Regions from separate parts of the Mus musculus genome. Here region 1 is linked to region 2. The links are chromatin contacts, called in public HiChIP or PLAC-seq maps. All regions are on one chromosome and are shown on one strand. The core of a region is the stretch at or near the end of the contact, and the rest is flanking DNA. Distances in the headings are between cores, read along the strand shown.

Evidence for each region. HiChIP or PLAC-seq counts read pairs in DNA pulled down with a chosen protein or histone mark.
Region 1: a contact with region 2 is called in an H3K27ac HiChIP or PLAC-seq map of embryonic stem cells, with 9 read pairs. The contact joins the promoter of Mgat5 here to the enhancer-like site in region 2. A contact is called at or near these places in 1 of 39 promoter capture datasets (hippocampal neurons), 1 of 484 Hi-C or Micro-C datasets (cerebral cortex), 9 of 115 datasets of contacts at active chromatin or transcription factors (the SCID.adh cell line, astrocytes, bone marrow-derived macrophages and 3 more) and 1 of 9 other capture datasets (adipose tissue).

Annotation. Positions count from the first base shown.
Region 1 is chr1:127,203,442-127,207,039 of GRCm38.p6, forward strand. Mgat5 (mannoside acetylglucosaminyltransferase 5) reads left to right here and starts at 1,545. Exons shown (of 18, transcript NM_145128.3): 1 at 1,545-1,986.
Region 2 is chr1:127,169,991-127,173,330 of GRCm38.p6, forward strand. No RefSeq gene overlaps it. Among named protein-coding and RNA genes, the nearest start is that of Mgat5, 33 kb to the right of the region's middle. Within about 2 kb of position 1,536, at least 12 of the 459 cell types and tissues checked have an H3K27ac peak or open chromatin away from gene starts, as enhancers often do. A contact at or near this core is called in embryonic stem cells, where this site is marked.

The DNA.
Region 1 (3,598 bases), core at 295-2,794, 33 kb after region 2:
TTTTTTGGCTTGCAAGGAAGAATGCCTCAGAATATTCCTAGGGTTTCCAGAAAAGCTCATCCTGTGCACCCCAATTTCCTCGGTGTCCTTGGACCCCACTTGGACTGTCTCTGACACCTGGAAGCTCTTCTGATCCAGAAGTAGCCCAGCCTCTTCCTCCAGGTGGATGTTAAAGAAGGGCTGATTTCATTTGTGTACATTCCCAGGGTGCTCCAAGCAGGAGACAACACCACAGGTGTGTTCTATGAAGGACCTGGGTGTCAAGAGCTCTTACTCACTGGCTGTGTAGCCGAGAGGGCTACTTCACAAAACGCAGAAGAGGAACTAAATTGTTTCTAGTGTTAAAAAAAAAAATCCAAAATTCTATAATCCCCAGGTTTAAAATAATTCTGCCGGGGATGTGGAGGGGGGCAAGTTAGGGTGAAATTAGCCTAAGAACGGAGCTGTGAAACAAGGTTGAAGAAATTCTGCAGGATAAACCCTTCTACTGTAACTGGATATAGCGATGGCTCACAGGAGCAGAACTTCCTGTCATTTACACCCCGGGTAATCCATCAGTCCACCCTCCTTCCATTCCAGACAACACTTAACCAGGATCTATAATGCTCCGTGATGTAAATGCACGGCCAGCTCCCTGGAGGGTGGCCGATTGAATATTGCTTGCTAGTCAGTGTTTCATTGTGGTGCCCTCAGGGCAGGAGATGTGTTTTATTTCTGTTTGAATTTACAAGAGTACGGTGTTAAGCTGTCCAGGCTGCTCATAAAACGCAGACTGAGCAGAGAAAAAGAAGCACATTAGAAAAATTGTGTGCCTACTGTGTACCAGTCACTGCCAAACCCTTTACAAATATTTCATTACATTTTCACAATAATGTCATGGAGCAGCCGTTATTGCCCTCATTAATAGAGCCGCTAAGAGGATCCGGATAAATGACTTGCTCAGGGTCACCAAAGCCAAGGGTGTGATGCTTGTAATTCCTGTACTCAGGAGATGGAGGCAAGAAGATCCAGAGTTCGAGGGTATGCTCTGTTAAAAGCAAGTTCATCGAGGCCAGTCTGGGTTAGGTAAGACTGCACCACCCCCCCCCCCCCCCATCACAAAATAAACAAATACAAATCTGTTCAGTTAAAAAAAAAAAGACACGGGACAGAAATTCCTACTGTTTTTGCCAATCTACTCTATAAAGTATAAAAATGGAGCTCAGGGCGTTTGTTAAAAGTTGGCAAGACCCCCTAAACAGTTGAGCCCGCCATCTCCTCCCCACTGGTTTCACTCCTGAAAGGTCCCTGTCCTGAGGAGGCCCAGAGACCATCACTCTGGAGAATGCACTGTATGTAACAGTAATTGTACCCTGCCCCTGACCTTGCTAGAGTATTATTTACTCAGCTCCCTCGGTCTAGCTCTCTGCCTGTTTCTCCTTGGGCTGCGGAATGGAGCGGCTTCAAGTCCTCCTGTACAGGGTCTAGAGTTTGCAGACGATCCCCGAGAAGCCGAGGCGTTCCGAATTGGCTGAGCGCTCTGCCGGGGTGGGCGGGGAATTTGCGGAACGTCCGTGGCCCGGAATCCCTTTGCCTTGGAGAGCGGCGCGAGCCTAGAAGCTGAGAGAAGTTGGGTAGGTCGATCCGGGAAGGGTAGCAGAAACCTCGAAAAGATCTCCTAACCATTCTGTCCTGATCGTTTGGACTCAGGAGGAACGTCCCTGCTTGCGTCTAGGGGCGGAAGGTGGACGCGCTGCGCACGGCCCCGACAGGGCTGGTAGTTTTCAGACCGTCCCTGCCGAGGCCCGCTCGCCCGGCAGCCCTGCGGCTCCCGCGGTGGCGGCGGCGGCCCCAGGCTCGATCTAGCCCAGGTAGCCGCATCTCAGTCTCAGGGGGCGCTCTGACCCCGCTCCTGGCTGTGCCTGGGACCTCTGTTCCTGGAGCAAGGCTGCTGGAGAGTGAACCCGACTGCTACTGATGGTGCTTCTGCTGCTCCCCTACTAGCAGGTAAGAGCTGCTGCAGGGTCGAGCGATCGATTCAGAAGCTCGCCATCCCCCTTCGGGGAGATGCACGGACTGTGGATCGCGGGGGGACGCGTGGGGGATGTTAGGGGAGATGAGGCAGCCCTTATCCGGCCCAACGCTGACACCGGGGGCTGCGTGGGTGGATGTTCTGGCCGTGTTTGATTTGGGACGGGGGTGGGAACCCCAGAGTACAACCGAGGGACCCGCTTGGAGGGTCCACCACCTGCTCAGAGGCATCCCCTCTCATGGGACCCCGAAGATCTTCTCTAGCCTCTGAGGCTTTTAGGCTTCCAAGGAACTGTCCAGAAGGGGCTCGGGTGGCGTGGGCTGGAGGCGAGAAGCTGAGATTGGCATTTTGGACGCTGGGACCGCGATGAAACCAGAAACCAGGATGCCAGCGTGGGCCGGGCTAGGGTCCTGGGGATCCGAGAGCTCAGCGTGAGATGTGCCTTGAGCCAGTTGGAAGGAAGAATGAAGAGTGGGACCCCAGGTCCCTGGGGAGAAGGGATATAAAGATCCAAAGCTCCAGGCTGAAAGGTCAAGAAGACCCTTCGTAACCTAGAGAGCCTTAGGGACAGCCCGCCCCGGCCGCGATCCTGCCGGCGTGCACCCACGACTGGGAGATGGCAGAGGCTGCGGGATGTAAGGGCGACACCCGCGTACACACTCCCCCAGAGCATGCTCAGTGCGGTCCTGGGAACTTCCTGCCGAGTCGCCAGGCCAGCCTCTTTGGTCCCCTTTGGGGCCGCAGCTCGCTAAATTGGGGGTAGGGGGTGTGCGAGTGGGGAATCTCTGTACCCTCTTGTTCACCCTTTCTCGTCCCTCGGCCTCTGCCTGGCCTGTGACGGGCACCAGGGTTCTGCTTTCCAGAGCCACTCTGGCCTCTGGAGACGGGGGCGTGGATGTCATACCCTTGCTCCCTGAGGGTGGAAGACCAGAGGCCTGGTGACGCGTCGGTCTGCCAGGTGGACCCACTCTCAGGGAACGCAGGGCGCTCAGTCGCGCCCATTTACTCTGTGATGGGAGCAGGTTGGGTGGAAGGGGGTGTGTGAGCCCGACAACATTCGCGCGCTCCCAGTCGATGTCACACACAAAGCCACCGCAGGGAAAGAGGGAAGGGGTGGCGCTTGTATTTTTTTGTTCAGTGGCTTTTGGAGCACTCTTGAGCTGTGTGTGTGTGTGCCTGTGCGCGCGTGTGTGTGTGTGTAAGTGTGTAAGTGTAAGACCCAGAGGATGCCTTCTGATTTGCTGAGGTTGCCTGGTCTGGATCTAGAGCTCAGTAATTCCTGGCAGTAGTTTCCAGGCCTCGGCTTGGTGTTTGAATCTGGTCCTGGGTGCCTCTGGGGCTGTGAAGTTGGGAAGCAGCAAACTGAGGTTTGTGTGGGTTTTCCCGTGTAATGGCAAAGTCACATCTGTAACTACACTTGGATATAAGGTTAGATCAAATTCGAATCTACCGAGTTCTAAGTGGAAAGCAAGTTCGTTAACTGACCTATCTCTAGTTTGTTGTCAAGACCGGTGGGATCCACCACCCTGGACTTGTGGGAGACCCTTTGTCCCTGAAACAGAGCTCTATCTCAGTCAAGAAAGTCAA
Region 2 (3,340 bases), core at 286-2,785:
GGGTTAGCCACTGGCTGGTATGTTCTGGTGCTCAGGTGACATGTGGGGTAATATTCTCAAATCATCGAAAGGGTGTCAGTAGTTTATAAAACAGCAAGCCAACTATGTGTGCAGCCATCACGTGTAACTGTCCTTCATTGTATTTGTATATTCAGTTGTATTTTAGGACCAGAAAAATTACTCAGCAAGTAAAGACATTTGCGACCAAGTTGGATGACCTCTGTTCAATACCCAGAACCTACATGATAGGAAAAAGAAAACTAACTCCTATGATTAAGTAAATGTTTTAAAAACAAATGAAAAGAATTGGGCTTGGCAGAGGGCTCCATGGGCAAAGTGTTGGCTACAAAGGCATAGGACTTGAGTTCAGGTCCCTGGCACCCGTGTAAAACTGACAAGGTAGCACATTCCTACAGCAAGCTGGGAGGCAGAGTTAGGAGACGTCAGAGGCTTCCAGGCCAGCTAGCTGGTGTACACATGGCCAAAAGGAAAAGCCTGCCTCACACAGGTGGGAGAGAAAAACACTTAAGCTTGTCTTCTGATGTCCACACATGTAATACAGTCCACGCACACCAGAAGGGGGGTGGGGGGCTGCCGCAGACCCTCTGGGCCCCTTTGTCTGCGTGGAACGGGTCTCTAGTCGCAGGTGGGCAAAGCGTCAGATGGGATGACAGACAGATGCACACAGGAGAGGTTGTGTAGAATCTGAATGTAATTTGTCAAATTGAGCATCAAACTTTTTATACAGAAGACAATAAGAAAGTGGGGTGACGTACCCGCAAAGTACAAAGAGGTTACTGGATTCTTACACAAAACAGAGGAATGGTTTAACAGAAGGTTTAACAGGAACCACCTGGGATAGAATTCATTGTTAACAACTGGGATCAACAAGGGCTCCACCTAAGATTCACTTAATCTTAGAAGCCAGGGTCAAGGGCTTCGTGCCCTTGCCATAGTTCTTATTTTAGTCTATTGTATAGTCCACCTTTCCCTTAGGCCATTGTAAGTACATGTGTATGGGTGTAACTCAGCTATCTATAGTATCTATTCTGGTTTCTCCTTAGGTCTGAAACTTCCTTCTTCCTAGATGATGGTAAATTCCTGTGTAGGGCAGTGACCTAGCTTTTATTCAAAGTGATAGTGTAATGCCAGAGGCAATTCTGAATGTCACTGAATAGGCAACATTCTTCCTGAATTCCAAGCCCATGTTCTGCTCAAGGACTTTCTAGGACATTGGAAGACTGGCAAAGGCTTTAGCTATGTCAGAATTCAATCTTAAAAGGCACTTATAATAAGATAATACTAAAAGAGAGCACATGGATCCATACACTAGACTAACTCGGGAATGGAATATTAATGTGTGGGTTAGAGAGGACTCCAGACTCCAGGAGGTGAGTTTCCGTGAAACTCTTCTGCCTCGTGAGTAGCTTCCAAGCCTCTCAGCCTGTCAAGATGACTCGACCAGAGTGTAAGGCAGGGGGCAGGAATGCTTAGGTCCCTGAAGAGCCAGTTCCCACCACATGCAGGGAAGGACTGTGGAGGGGACCTATGACAACTCCCAGCACACACCAGGTGCCAACGACAGCTGCCTGCAGGAGGAGCACTGGTCAGCTGAGGCACTGTATCTCATGTTCACACTGACACTTCACCCCGAACTTTTCATTGCCATCAATGAGGCTTATCTGAGGCTGATGTCACCAAGCGGAGAGGCCGAGACTTGAACTCTTCTCTCCCAAGGGATCTATGACAACAGTCAGAAGGGAACCAGAGGCACTAGGAGGCTCCCCAGACTTGACCTTCCATTATTAGCCCCCCTCTACCATTGCCAGAACACTTGGTTATGTTGTAGAATCTCTCTCAGTCTCTCCTCTCCTCTCCTCTCCTCTCCTCTCCTCTCCTCTCCTCTCCTCTCCTCTCCTCTCCTCTCCTCTCCTCTCCTCTCCTCTCCTCTCCTCTCCTCTCCTCTCTCTCTCTCTCTCTCTCTCTCTCTCTCGTCTGTCTTTCTGTTTCTGTCTCCCCTTCCTGGGGTCTTAACTACATCCTATAAGAGAGACTGCAGACAAGAACTGCCAGCTCTGCCCCTCTGTGGTGGTTTTAATGAAATGTTTGCCCATAGTCTTGGGTGTCTGAGCACTTGGTCACCAGGTGGTGGTCCTGTGTGCAGAGGTTTAGTGTGGGACTGTGAGAGGCAACCTGGTTTCTGGTTGGGCTAGGTTTAAAACTGGGTGACCCAGCCGGTGACCATGGCCTACAAGGGACTATGGGCACTTTGCCATGCTCCTAGACACCAGGCTCCCGACATGAGGCCTCAGCTCTCCATAATTTTGTGGCCATCAGTTACATAAGGGCAATGCCCCAAGCCCCTCCACAGGTAAAGGATGTGACCACAGATCATGTATCCTCAAGACAGATCCCCACTTTAATGAGGTACCTAAAAGCCTGAAGGGCTTAGCCAATTAAGCTCCCCTTCCCAGACACTCCTCCCTGCAAAAGATATTTAACCTCAGGCCCGCCCTGAGAAAGTGGGGATACAGTTTCACTCATCACAACTCTCCACCATGACAATAAATGCCTTAAAACCATGGACTGCCTCTTCTCACCAGGGCCCGCAGAGGGGGGAAATGGAGCAGATCTTCCTCTAAAGAGCTGCATCTAATCTCCCTCAGGAGGCCTCTCTGCACTCCCAGCTATGGACTCCACCAAGTCAAGCTGCCCACCAACCAAGCTAAGAACCCCCTCATCCCATGGGACCCAGACAGAGCCCTTCTCCTGCCCCTTTCCCTTCAGCCCCCGGGCTCCATCCAGCCCTCAGGCCCCCACTCCACTCTCAGCTCTTCCGCATCATCCAGCAACATCCATGGTGTTCTAAAGTCTGAGAACCTGAGGTCCTTGGCCTCTGTGAGGGCCGGGACCCCAGAGCCTGACTCTGGGACTTCCCTGGGACCTCATACTGCAGTTCCCCACCCCCAGAGTATGGTCCCACAGCTGCACATATCCTTAAGCCTGCCAGGCAGTGGTGTAGGGATCAGTCAAAACTTTCTGCGTCCCTCCTCTCAGGCCCAAGCCCAGAGCGGATATGGGACATCCCCCCCCCATTTAACCCACCGTTTAGGAGGTGTGGAGTTACTGTAGGTTAGTCTCTGGGGATCAGCTTTGCTCTTCAAAGACTCTCTGCACCCTTCATGCTTTCAGTCCCGGATGTGAACCCTCAGCTCTGCTTCCAGCTCCTGATGCCATATCTCTCTTCTGCTGCCATTGTGGACCCTAAATTAACCCATAATCCTATAAGTTGTTTCTGTCATGGTGTCTTTATCACAGCCACAGAAAGTAATTAGAACAC